Linked DNA regions of Zea mays: all the other regions are linked to region 1. The links are chromatin contacts, called in public Hi-C maps. All regions are on one chromosome and are shown on one strand. Each heading gives the region's core, a stretch centred on a gene start, on an enhancer-like site or on the middle of the called end of the contact. The rest is flanking DNA. Distances are from core to core; before and after follow the strand shown.

Region 1 (4,278 bases), core at 1,223-3,722:
TCTTCTCGCCCTGCTCTGCATCCTCCTCATCTTTCATAACCTCACCTGAAGACTTGCTATCGCCCTCTTTCTCGGCAGAATCATCCTTCTCCGATGGTAGCTCGGCACCCTTCTTCAAGGATTGCTCGCACTCCTTCAGGAACGCACGCACTTCATCATCCTCAGCGACATGTAGAGCTGTCTGGCCACCTTTGGTCTTTGCTGTGACGTCAACACCTTTCTTCACAAGGTACTTCACAAGATCCAGGTGAGAATTCTGAGCAGCAAAGTGCAGCGCCGTGAAGCCTTTCCGGTTCTTGGCTTTCACAGAGGCCCCAGATGCCAGCAGCTCACGAGCCACTTCTACATGGCCTTTCTGGGAAGCAAAATGAAGTGCTGCAGTGTCGTCCATTGCTGCAGCTCCCACATCAGCTTTGTGCTTGCAAAGGCATCTCACAACATCAACATGCCCAGCCCATGCAGCCAGGTGGAGTCTGAATGAGGAAATAACTTGTGTCAAGGAAACAGTATAATTCAGAGCAAAATCGACATTGGGTTCTACTACAGCAACATCATTTCCTGCTCAGTGCTCACCGAAAAACTACTGTCTCTATCTTTGAGACAATTAATTCAGAAAGAATGGTACACCAAGAAAGTTAAAATTTTACTCGCATTGATGCTAGCAGAATGTTCGGCAAGTGTGACATCATATATTGTATTTCACATAGTTGTCCAGTCAACCACCCCATTCGATAAGATAAAGCCATGAGTCAAAGCAACGGCCTGTTGTCCTGAGTTTAGCAACGAAGTCCAGGAACTACAGGTAGTAGATAAATGAGTTTGTTGCAGGATACTTTACTAAGGAAAAGTTTGAGTCCCTAAGTATTAAAAGAAAATTATCAGAATACATGGTGCAAGAAAGGGACAAATAAATAAATTTAATCATACATTACAAAGCACACCATCTGTCGGCATACACAATTCTGGGTGTAAATGTTCCACTAAAGCAAGATTCTTTCTATACTTTGTCATATCATTGTTGCAGATATAAACAGAAGGCGTTGATTGAATATGTTAGGGAGAGATCATGTGGCCGCCAAAGACCAAGTAATAATGCATTATACCAATAAATCAGTTTGCCCCAAGCTCAAATTATTCCTGGATGCTGCAACAATTAAAACATTTACACTAGAAGATGAGTATCTGATGTTCTATGTAACGAGGATACCACAGAGCTAAATGTCAAGTTGTATAGAACAATGATTAGACATGCTATATTGTATGGTGTAGAATGTTATCCTGAAAGACAACATGATTAGTAGATAAATGTTGTGGAAATGCATATATTGTGTTGTATTTGTAGCATAAAAAAGGGACCAAATCCGGAACGATGATATACGTGATAGGCAAGGGATAGCACCAATGTATAGTGAGATCCTAAGACGTGATAGATGAAAAGAGAGATTAGGGAAGACTGAAGTTGACATGTGAAGTAGTAAAATGAGACTTGGAGGTACAAAATGTACCCAAAGATTTAGACTTGAATAAGAATGCATAATAAAACAGCTATATATGTGTCTGAACCTTCAACCTTGACTTATGGTTTCTTGTTTCTGTTGGGTTTCAACTTTAGCCTACTTTCAAATGCAGGTTGTGTAGCATTGGCCTTATGGTTTCAAACTTTCAATGAGGTCCAGTTTGTAAACTGGAGAATTCTAACTCAGCCTGCAAATGTTCCAGGCCTCCAGCATTCGAAATATTGAAGACATTCAATTCACTACAAGTTAGTGACATATTAGAGGATGTTCAACCGTAGTTCTTGTGTGAGATAATAAGGGGAAACGATGTACAGTGTCTTATAATGTCCATGAATTAGAAGAAGAAAAGATGAGACGATGCACCATGTCATGTCATTTATATGTAATGGAGAAAGGAGAGTTCAAGATGTCGGATGAACAGAATTCGTGCAGTGTTGAAGGCTAGTTCATTTTGTGAAAGAAAAAGCAATAACGAAGAGCGGCCGCAGGAGCAATTCGCAGGTTTTGTTGTATTAGGGTTTAATGACCAAGGCTCAATGACAGACATCTAATTATATACAATCAATAAGATGATAACGATCCGTAACGCAAGGCACGGCTACTCGGCGCTTCTCTGCTAGTAATAAGATAGAGAGGGAAGGAGGGAGGGAAAGGGAGGATTTGCAGGGATGGTGGTGGTTCATACGGTGTGCGTGAGAGGCGATCCCTTGAATTGACGGCGAGAGGGTTGGACTCGCTCACCGACTCCACTGCTGCCGCATCACCAGACCTTGCAGCCTTGTGCAGAGGAAGATCTTCTTCCTCATCTCGCCCACGCCCTCGCCCTCGCCCTCTTCCTCTTCCGCCGCCGCGGCCGCCGCCGCCGCTGTGACGCCGTCCCATCAGTCTCGCGAATCGGTCAGGTAATTGGATCCATGACTTTGGACTGTAGCAGGAAGGAATAGACCTCACCCGTGACCCGTCCCAGACTCGCAGCATCTGAAATGGGCCTCATCGTTTTTAAAGTGGATTTCGGCCTTGTCCGACACTCTCCTTTTAAAAGTTCTGTCAATTCTATAGAGGACTTATACAAACAGACACGTTCAACAATTAGTGCAAGTTTAATAATATAGCTGAAAATGGAAATAATCTTAAACCATTTTTTATATTGATTTTATTGTTTGAGTACAATCACAATTATTTGAACTAACTAGTTTACTAAATGTATGTTCACAGTTTCATAAGATCAATCAATCTCTACTACTTATTAAAACTGTAAGGGGTAGACTGTCGTTCTGCCGTTTCACAATTCAGCCACTCGTTCTACTGTTCTATGATCTAAGCCGCACGATCACGCACCATCATCCGCTCTCAGATCCCGCCAACCAGCCCCGTAGACCGTTCACCCCATCACCCGAAAGGCCGAAACCATCGCTCCTCCCCCGAATCCAGAGCGGACCATGCGCCCAGGCTCTCCTCCGCTGCGTCGCCGCCCGCCCGCCTCGAGGTTCGCCGGAGTGGACCATGCGCCCGGGCTCTCCTTCGATGCATCGCCGCCACCCGGTCCGTCGATTCCCGTCCCGCCCCGCCCCCTCCAACGAACCCCCACTCCGGTCGCGACGAAATTATCGCGAGCGGGCTCTATTCCGATCAATTAGTCAGTGCGCACACCAACCTCCTTGCAAGCAACGAGGAAGGGAATGATGAAGTGTAAATAGTGGCTGACAACAGTGAGGAGGATGAGGCAAATAAAGGAGTGGAGACGACGTACATCCTCCTTGTCAGGTGCCATGCGAGGGTGAAATGAGATCTGCAAGCCTACATGTGCTCTGATTGTTCTTTCTTTTTTTCAATTGCATCGGTTCGATTCAATCTCAGTACCCAGAAATGAATTTAGAAACTAATGAGCCATCATGTGGTTTTTCCTACCTGTCGTGACATGGTCTCTGCAGAATCTGACATTCCTATTTACAGTACATGTACTTACTAATCGACTCTGATTCAGATGCTTGATATTTTTAATGCTGACAAAATTTACTAGGTCTCGTGAATCCTTCTAAGCTCTTGGCCAGCAATGACAAACAGATAACGAAAGCTAGAGAGGAGCCGTATGGGAGAGAAATCATGGAGAAGATAAACAAATAGCTGCTGGCTTGCGAGGAAGAGAAATGGCTGGAGGAGTACAATATGGTAGGTCTAAAATGTGGGTTTGGATACTTTGGATACATCGAACACTAATTTCAAATGTGGAAGACAGATAAAGACCAGGCAAACTATATTGAATGGGAGAGGATAAAGCCTATCAACATATGAGAGGTGATTATTTTAATTTGCAATTTGTCTACATATTAAATTAGATACGAAATTGTTTGTCATATATTCTTATATGTTGTGTTGTATGAATCATACTTTAGTTTTACATTTTACTTTTATATATGCTTACACCTTTGCCATAATTTTTGCACCATGAATGGCTGTTCTTTGACACTCCAAGAAGAACATTCGAGAGTGGCAACCGAAAGCAAAGGTCATTGTTAGATTACAACGGTCATGGGTGGCATGAATCATGGGAGAAGGTAATGAAAGATATTGTAGGTTTGAATATGTCCTATTACATGGACCCGCAACCATCAAGCAGCCATGAGTGGCATCATTTTGAGTGTGAGCAGGGACGTCCAGTGCCCAGCGTAATTGGAGCAACAACATAGGACCTCCAAATTTTTAGGGCCCCATTTTTTGAGTTTTCTGAATATAAATGGTATAAAATGCAAAGATTCTTTAT
Region 2 (4,537 bases), core at 2,001-4,500, 330 kb after region 1:
TCAGCTTCGGCGGCTCCTCGTCGTCGCTGCTGGTGGCGATGTCCATCGCCGTCACGGGCACGGTGTAGCCCGAGTAGGAGTCGCCGCCGATGTACAGCGGGTTGGACGCGAACTCGGGGTGCTCCGCCACCCACTTGCGGAGGAACACGTGGTGCTGCCGCCCGGACTCCGTCAGGCTCACGTTCAGGCCGGCCTCCTCCCGCGAGTAGGAGAAGCCCGTCCCCACCGGCGCGTCAAGGAAGATCACGTTGCTCACCTTGGTCCATGAATCCTCGAAGTAGACCAGCCGCGGGAACCCTTCCGTGTACCCCGCCACATCGAACTTGAGGGGTCCTGAGAAACACCAATCACCACATGACATATGCATGATGTCCTGAACGTGAATGGAAGCGACCAGAGATCAAGGCAGGAATTGGCGATTCCCAAACAAATGTCCTGGGCGGTGGCAATTCTGACAAATGAATGGGGTTTGTGCAAAAAGGCCGAGAATGGGCCGAAGAAAAAGATTTTGAGCTTGGGCCTGGGTCAGAACAATATTAGTAGACTTGGCGAGGATGCCAGCGCCATTAGAGGCCCGAGGGACAGAACGAGATAAGAAAACAGGGCTCCCGTTGAATTTCAAGTAAAAGGTTTGTCACCGGAACTTCGCCCAAGTTTGCTGGCTTATTTGGTAAATAAAAATAAAGTACTATGTTCTAATGAACTATTCATTTAATTGGATATTCGGGAGAAGTAATTACTTTATCGTTCAATTTTTTCTTATTTTGTTTCACAGTAGAGCCGGATTTCCATCACCATGACCATTAAGATGATTGGCATTATCAGATATTAAGCCACGAAAAAACAACTGTCTAGGCAGTTGAATGCACGAAAAAACCGACTTCCATGAGTGACTTGATTGATTATTGTCAAATTTCGAGAAAAAAAATGAAACCTACTGGGATGAGCATTGCATTGGTGCCTGTCACAAGATTGGGATGTACCAATGGGGGAGGTGGTGGAGGAGCATGACTCTTCTTCTTGATAACACAAGTCCAAGAACCAGCTTCCCCATATATTTGTCCAATTGCGGAATTCAGATGGGAAAAACTGGGTCATCCATTGCGCCATACAGGCTGAAGAACAGCTTACACAACGAGCAGTCAGAAGAACGTAGATTACAGATATGAATGCCCACGGATTTGGCGGATACGGAGAAACGGAAAACACGGGCACCGTTTTGCTAGTAAGTAAACGGAAAGGTAGGGACGTAGGGTTGCTGTCGTCAAAAGAGATGAAAAATATTTAATGCCTTTGGCTCGCAGTGTGCCTGTATAGAGATAGGCAAATCCTAGGTCGATCGGGCAGGACATGAACCCTGCCGTCATCGTCGGCGTCATGCGTTTTGGCAGTGACCATATATATTTGCTATGCCATATGCCATCACTCTACTCGGTCACGGTCCTTCGGCGTCACTCTCACAATTACGTGAGACGCATGCCATTTTCATTTTAAGTCTATATAGAAAACTTTGCCTATTTAGGGCCTGTTTGTTTACCCCCCAGATTATATAATCTGGATTAAATAATCCTAAGAGGCAAACAAACAGTCCAGCTTATTTGCCCAGATTATATAATCTAACCCCTTGGATTATGATAATCCATAAGCAAGTGAGGAGGTGCTTATTTCAGATTATTTTTTTCCCACTTCCCCACTACCCTTTCAAGTTTCCTAGAAATTACCCACCATTGTCATTATAATCCACCTAATCGTTTTTGCGCCTAGTACTAGTCAATTTGGAGATGAAGAAGGTGACATGAATGCCTTCCGTGATAATATTGCTAATGCAATATTTGCCAATGTCAATTGAATTATTTTTTTTCATATATGAGTTTCAACCTAGTACAAATATAGAGGGTATTCTTGTCTTCCTCATACAAAAGAATCCTATTAACAACTCAAATAATCTGGGTAAACAAACAGGACTACTCAGATTATATAATCCAGATTATATAATCCAGATTATATAATCCTCCAAAAATAATCCAGATTATATAATCCATGGGGGTAAAACAAACAGGCCCTTAATGCCATGTAAACGTCCAGACGGCCAGCTCGGAAAATTATTTTGGGCCAGTTAGCTAGGAAATAGTAGGATGATGTCCTGTGTGTGTGCCAGCTGGCCACGGTGGACATAAACAAATATACTATATCGGGTGATGGTTGCCATCAATCAAATTAAAATGAACTACACTAGGATGTTCCGCCGTCCTTGCGTGTGCTGCCGGCGGATTTGGTCTACCGGCCGGTCGTGGCACGGATATCTAGCAGAAACGGAAATCGACCATAAATAATTTCAGTCGGAATTTTAAGGCGTTGTGGGAATTTCGAATAAAGATATATAAATATATAAAAAAATCGAAAATGGATACGAGACGAATCGCCAACAAATTACCGATGCATATACGTTTCTTGTAGATCAGTTGATTAATTGGCGGAGGATTATTAGCGACGAGGCAGCAGGTCACGCGCGCATCGATATGATATAGTTATTATTATTAATTAACTGACCGATCTCGAAGAGGAGTCCAGAGAGCGCGGAGCATCCGGGGCCGCCGGTGATCCAGAGGATGAGCGGGTCCTCCGCCGGGTTCCTCTCCGACTCGATGAAGTAGTAGAAGAGGCGCGCGCCGTGCTCCTCGTCCACCTCCACGTACCTGCATGCATCATATCGGATCGGATGAGCATGCTGGCACGGCAGGCATGCATGCATGCATCAGCTATAGTAGTACTACCTAGCTAGCTAGCATAGGAGTATTAATTAGATGTTCATTACCCTGTCTCGAGGTGGAAGGGCAGAGGGCCTTCGAAGCCCTTGATGTGCGTGATCACATTCCGGCCCGCCCCCGCCGCCGCCGCACTCGGGAGGCTGCTGCTCACGACGACGACGACGGCGAGCAGCGCCAGCACCGCCGCCGGGAGGAGGTGCGGCGAGCGGCGGCGGTAGTAGTAGTCGCCCATGGTGCCAAACACGCCCGCCAACGCCAAGACGATGCCGTCGTTGCAAATAACCCGCTCGCTGCTAGCTCCTAGTAGAAAATTAAACGACTCGATCCTTGGCTACCGGCCTGGCGCCTCATCGCTTTCTTTATAGTACTCACATCCGCAGCCGCTTTGTGTATTGTGGAGTGGTGGTCCGCGACGCAAACATATGGACTAGCTAGCTTAGCTACGCGCGCGCGTGTGCGTTTATCCGTCTCCTTCGCGCGCGCTATGGGCCAAAGTGTAGAGAGCTGAAAATTAAACACTCGGAAATATATGACGTAACATGTACCACCGAGTCATCTCGGTCGACTGCTCTTGTTTGCCAGACCGGTTGCCGTTGCATAGATAAATTGATAGGCAAGGGGTTTAGTTATTAGATCCGACCTTCTGCTAAATTTATTTGCTACCTTGTCCAGTTTTCTAATATCGCGGTTAATATAGCTAGCGTTGCGAGTGTCCAGTAGATATGTTGATTGCTTCAGAGAGAGAGAGAATGCAACGTTTCTTTTCCAAAACGAAATCTGAATTTGTTTCGTCAAGAATAATTGTAATATGTTCCATTTAATCACTACCAGAATTTGGCTCTTTGCTGAGTACCAAATATTTTGTCGAGTGTTTTTTTCGGGCTTGTCGAGTGCCACGTAAAAAACCATCGGTAAAAGAAAAAAACACTCGGCGAAGAAACTTTTTGCCGAGTGTTTTATTTTTGACACTCGGCAAAGACATCTTTGTCGAGTGTTTTTTGACACTCGGCAAAAAGCTTCTATGCTGAGTGTCAAAAATATAACACTCGGCAAAAGAGCTCTTTGCCGAGTGCTTTTTTTCAACACTAGGCAAATACAATTTAAAAATCAAATTTTAAAGCAGAAAATTAATTCAAATGAAAAAGTTTTCAACTACAAATTTGTATAACTCATCATGATGTACAATTTATATTTTGAACATTTCTCCATATGACAAAATAAAAATAAATTTGTTCATAAAACATATATTTCTCTCGTAGTTTATGAAACTATGAGAGAGATGTATAGAATTTATGCATATTGTTAGAACCATCATCCGAGGTGAATAAATGACCAACCAACCGAAATAAACTTTGTAGATCTTGAGAAGTTATAGAATTTTGTAGTTGACAACTTTTTCATTTGAAGTCATATTGTCAACAAAAACTACGTCTGAATTTAAAAAATTAAAATTTGAATTTTGAAAACGACCTCGAAAGAAAAAACCACCAACATAAAAGTTGTAGGGATTGAAGAGTTATGAAACTTTGTAGTTGACAATGTTTTAGTTTGAAATCATCTTGTCATGCAAAACTATGTTTGAATTTTAAAATTTGAATTTTTTTCAAACTACCTCGGATGAAAAAAACCACCAAAATAAAAGTTGTAGATCTTGAAATGTAATGAAACTCTGTAGTTGACAACTTTTTGATTTGAAATCATCTTATCATTGAAAAATTTATGTGAAGTTTTCAAGTTTGAAATTCAAATTTTGTAAACGGCATCAGATG
Region 3 (4,846 bases), core at 1,710-4,209, 380 kb after region 1:
TGTCAAAATGCAGATGGTAAATGAGGGTACAAGAAAACTAATGCATGGGCCGTATCATACTTCAGTTGAGAATTACAATGCCAACAAAAGAGCATGCAACTTAGAAATATATCTCATTATGTTGTCACCATCCTGTCCAAACATAGTTTCACACAATATAGATGGGAATAATATTTAGGTGGAATTAAACCCCCACAGTAGAACCCTAAAAAAGTTCCTGATCCCATCATCTACAGTGCATAATAGAACAAAAAACCATGCCACAAAATAGCCTACGTTCTACATTCTACACCACTGTTCCAGAGATAGACTTCATATCCATATCTTATCTATTAGAAGTCACTAGCAAACATGCCAGTGTGTTGCAATGGGAGAAAAAAACAATCAAACACTAATGGAGAACGACAACAGGGATGATAACATACTTCCTCTGTCCCAAAATAGATCATATTAGTTAGTGGTTTTCTGAGTGTTGGTCAGGTTGTACCCATACTGTCTGTTTAGTTAGTCTCAGTTGTTTTTGTTTTGGCAGCCCTCTCTGCTTGGTCCGGAAGGGGGCGAAATTCTATACTGGACCCCCTTTTTCTCTTAATACACAGTTCGAGAAAAAAGAAATAGACGATCTTGTAGCATTGAAATTTTATCCCAAAATTCTCACTTCACATTTCCCTAAACCCTAATACACATTTATCTTTTTTCCCAAGATATCTCTATCTCTACTCTTTGAGGGGTATTTTGGTCTTTTGGCTTCAGTTTTGATTTCCATGAGAGATTCTAAAACATCTGATACGGACCGAGGAAGTATCTATTTATGTTTTACCCCTCCATAAAATTTAAAAGCTACAATTTTTTTTGTGATGACCATGTCATCCATTATACGCTATTGTTGGTAATAACATGACAATACCTTATTAAGTCTGTACCAAATGTAAAGTATATTCTTGATAGATTTTTTTCTATTACAAAACATAGAAATATTTTCATACTATTTACACATAGATATAGTTAATTATCATCCATGACTTCCTTCAGGGACCCATAATCAAGGGCTCGTTTTTCCACTGATGATTACGATGGTAGACCTCCCTCAATTTTCCACATGGTAATCCTCATCTGGGATTGCATTGATACATACATACAATTTAGAGACAAATTTATTTATACCAAATTGGACAACAAACTGGTCAAAATTTCAGAACTAAATCGAACCAGTTATAAGATTCCAGTTTACAGTTTGATTAGTCAGACCAACAGCTGAACTAGTTACAATAACATAAATTCTGTTTCTAACTAAAGTTGCAATAGCATCTTGGCGGTGGATATCTCTTCTTTTTAGATAGGGCTTAAGAGTTCAAAGATTTAAAAAGACACGGAGTCAATGTTCGGAAACATACGTGAAAAAATGACGCAATACCAATGCCTTGAATGGATCATGGAAAAAAGCAGAAACTAAACGCGTGAAATTAAAAGAAACGGACACAGTACCATGGCTCCGAGACTCGACGATAAAAGAACAAATATATTTATACTATTGTCTGGATTTGCAAGCCAATAATTTTGGAGCTTCATTTCCGTGTCGTGGAATCCAACACGATGTGCTGCACCGATTCGGAGTTTAGGATAGCTCGGGAAACAAAAGGTATTACTTGCATTAAACAAAAAAAATATAGAAGGGACATAAAATATTGGAGTAAGACTTTGCCTAATTTTACTTCTATATCTTTTTCTATTTGGATTAGGATTAGGATTCAGTTTACTTAGGATCAGATGAATCTATTTAAATTAGAAGTCCTAGCTTTTAAGAACATGTGTCTAAGTCATACATAATTTAGACGCTAATAGGTAGATTCATCTATTTTCTACTTCAATCTTTTTCTACTTGGATTCAGCTTACTCAGGATCAGAGCGATCTATTTGGATTGGGATTCTAGCTATCTTAAGTTACTTTAAGGATCTGTGTCCAAGTCGTGCCTATGTCATATAATAAAACAGGAGCCATAGACACATACCAGTGACAGTTTCCACATTCATGAAATTAGTTATGGGAAGACGGACAAAACAATGAGCAGAAATTTTGGCTCTTCAATATTAGGTATATAGATATAGATATAGATAGATGTATGAAATAAGTCAAGTAACTGATGCAGGTATGAACACCAATTTGAACTGTTATTGTCCTACAGCGCAGCAACAATTGTCCAATCCTTATCTGATTTAGCAACTAGGAGCAAATAAGAACCAACATACCATGGCTCTTTTCGCTCCCTTCACCACAGTACTGCTTTACGGCACTCCTCCACGCATCTGAAAGGTTGCTGCAGCGGAGGCATCCACTGCCAAAGTAGAAGCCGAGCTTCTGGCAGGCAAAAACGCGATCTTGCATCAGAACCCCATTGACCGACAGGTTAAGGAGGCCATCAGAAGCATCGAAGATGACAAGCTGATCATCTCCACAAGCAGCTCCTGCAAGGGTTAGCTCCGACGACGAAGCAGAAGCCAGAGGCGAGCAGCACAGGATGAAGATGAGAGCTTGGAGAAGAGCCAAAGGAGACATCGATGCGCGGCGGATCTAGTAAAGGCATCCAAAAAAGTTTGCAAAAAGTTAGAAGTTGGTAGGCATCGAATAGCTAAATAGCTTGAGGTTAGAGTTTCGCACAGCGGACGTGGAAGGGAAGGGGTGTGGAAATACCTGGTGGGCGCTCTTCGCCGGAGAAGAGATCGGCGAAGGCTCGGGAACCCAGCGTAGGGCGGCGGCTGCGGTATCACACCCAGTCGTCGCAGATAGAGAGGGAGACAGAAAGAGAGAGCACACGCGGCGTGAATATGACAGATGCCGCGGCGGCGGCTGCTGCCGTCCAACTAGACCCGATCTGGGAAGAGGGAGGATCGATCTGGACTGAGGCGCTGTATGCGATGCGAACCAGGCGACGGCGGCAGCGAACGGACAACACGAATAGAGGAAGGAGACGGGAACGAGAGGTAGTGGGCAGTTGGGAACTTGGGCATGAGATATTTGCTACTCTTGCCATTACAATAAAAAAACAGTAAGGGCCTGTTTGTTTACCGCCCAGATTATATAATCTGAATTAAATAATCCTAAGAGGCAAACAAACAGTCCAGCTTATTTGCCCAGATTATATAATCTAACCCCTTGGATTATGATAATCCATAAGCAAGTGAGGAGGTGCTTATTTCAGATTATTTTTTTCCCACTTCCCCACTACCCTTTCAAGTTTCCTAGAAATTACCCACCATTGTCATTATAATCCACCTAATCGTTTTTGCGCCTAGTACTAGTCAATTTGGAGATGAAGAAGGTGACATGAATGCCTTCCGTGATAATATTGCTAATGCAATATTTGCCAATGTCAATTGAATTATTTTTTTTCATATATGAGTTTCAACCTAGTACAAATATAGAGGGTATTCTTGTCTTCCTCATACAAAAGAATCCTATTAACAACTCAAATAATCTGGGTAAACAAACAGGACTACTCAGATTATATAATCCAGATTATATAATCCAGATTATATAATCCTCCAAAAATAATCCAGATTATATAATCCATGGGGGTAAACAAACAGGCCCTAAAGCTTGTACTCATAAGCACATCTATAAAGACAAGACTGTCGTTCAAACACCCCCTAGACTAACAAATAGGTGACTAATTATTAGTTAAATTTAGCTGAGTTAAACTAGCTAAAAAACTAACACCCTACCTAGAAATGAAACCTTTTCTAATAAATAAATTCCAAAAATAAATTATTTAGAATTCAATAACTAGAAAGTGATTAAATTCCATTTTTTATAGTTAAATAAGTAGTTAATAGTTAGCTAGATTATTAGTTGTGGTATTTAGATGCCTCATGCTAAATCTAATAGCTGAACTACTACCTCATATGTTTAAATGTCTACAGCTAACTATTGTATTTAAACAGGGCCTTATACTATAGATTAAATAGAGTTTAAAATATAATCAATATGAGAGGTCAAATCTGTGTAAGAATATTAATTATATACATTGTCGCTAAGACTTTTTTTTATATTTGATTCCAGATAATGTGTAGGATGTGCAATAATTGCTATCTAATACTGATAATATGTTTATCTTGGGATGGGAGGTAATACGTTAGAATTCGTATCGGCTGTATGCATACATTCTCGTAATGTCTATTGCAAGATTTGTGTACCCATGCACTTTATGAAATACTCTCTCCGAGTTTTTTATATGACACTATTCAGTTCAAAATTGAACTACCAGCGACATATACAAACCAACGGAGGTAGTAGCATCTAACATAAAAATGTTGTTTATATGTACCTTAACTTTTTTTCAATTATTATTTTTTATAAGCAGCTAGAGACGCCCAAAGTATTTCTTTTAACCTTCTACGGAGTCGCATGTTGAATTTAGTAGGAAATTTAGGTATAACTTAATCTATAAAGTAAAATAGTAAAATAGAGTAGCATGACATATGCATTCCGTATTAATAGGATTATGTTATTATCAGCTAAATCAAAGTTTACAACAGAGACAAACCCGCACGCAAGGTCTACTGAGCTGAAAAAACAAAAGGGACGAATATGTAGCGGGGCTAGCGTAGGCACCGGATGCGTTGTTTTATTTTGAACCGAAGAGTGGAGAATATTCTACGACAGTGCCTAAAATATATTTAAGGTCTTCTTCACTAATTCTACGGGATTCATATTGAAATGTATTAGGATATATTTTGACTTAATATATATTTAAATCGACTTAATATCACCCGATCTAAATGGGTTAAGGATGAAACGAACAAACTCTAAGTAAATAAGGTTACACATGTGTTAATAAATAATAGTCGG

Evidence for each region. A called contact is a pair of places that touch in the nucleus more often than the background predicts.
Region 2: a Hi-C map of leaf shows a contact between it and region 1, with 4 times the contacts expected there. The contact joins the promoter of LOC100191502 here to the promoter of LOC100383709 in region 1. A contact is called at or near these places in 5 of 25 Hi-C or Micro-C datasets (ear, leaf, root tip and 1 more).
Region 3: a contact with region 1 is called in a Hi-C map of leaf, with 6 times the contacts expected there. The contact joins the promoter of LOC100304222 here to the promoter of LOC100383709 in region 1. A contact is called at or near these places in 9 of 25 Hi-C or Micro-C datasets (bundle sheath, ear, endosperm and 3 more).

Annotation. Positions count from the first base shown.
Region 1 is chr1:109,092,445-109,096,722 of Zm-B73-REFERENCE-NAM-5.0, forward strand. It overlaps LOC100383709 (Ankyrin repeat family protein), which reads right to left and starts at 2,473. Exons shown (of 2, transcript NM_001349056.1): 1 at 2,203-2,473; 2 at 1-473. The coding sequence starts at 2,399.
Region 2 is chr1:109,426,072-109,430,608 of Zm-B73-REFERENCE-NAM-5.0, forward strand. It overlaps LOC100191502 (Serine carboxypeptidase-like 19), which reads right to left and starts at 3,251. Exons shown (of 6, transcript NM_001136934.1): 1 at 2,816-3,251; 2 at 2,551-2,696; 3 at 1-333. The coding sequence starts at 3,000.
Region 3 is chr1:109,467,393-109,472,238 of Zm-B73-REFERENCE-NAM-5.0, forward strand. LOC100304222 (Calmodulin-binding receptor-like cytoplasmic kinase 3) reads right to left here and starts at 2,960. Exons shown (of 8, transcript NM_001328350.1): 1 at 2,690-2,960; 2 at 2,248-2,569. The coding sequence starts at 2,554.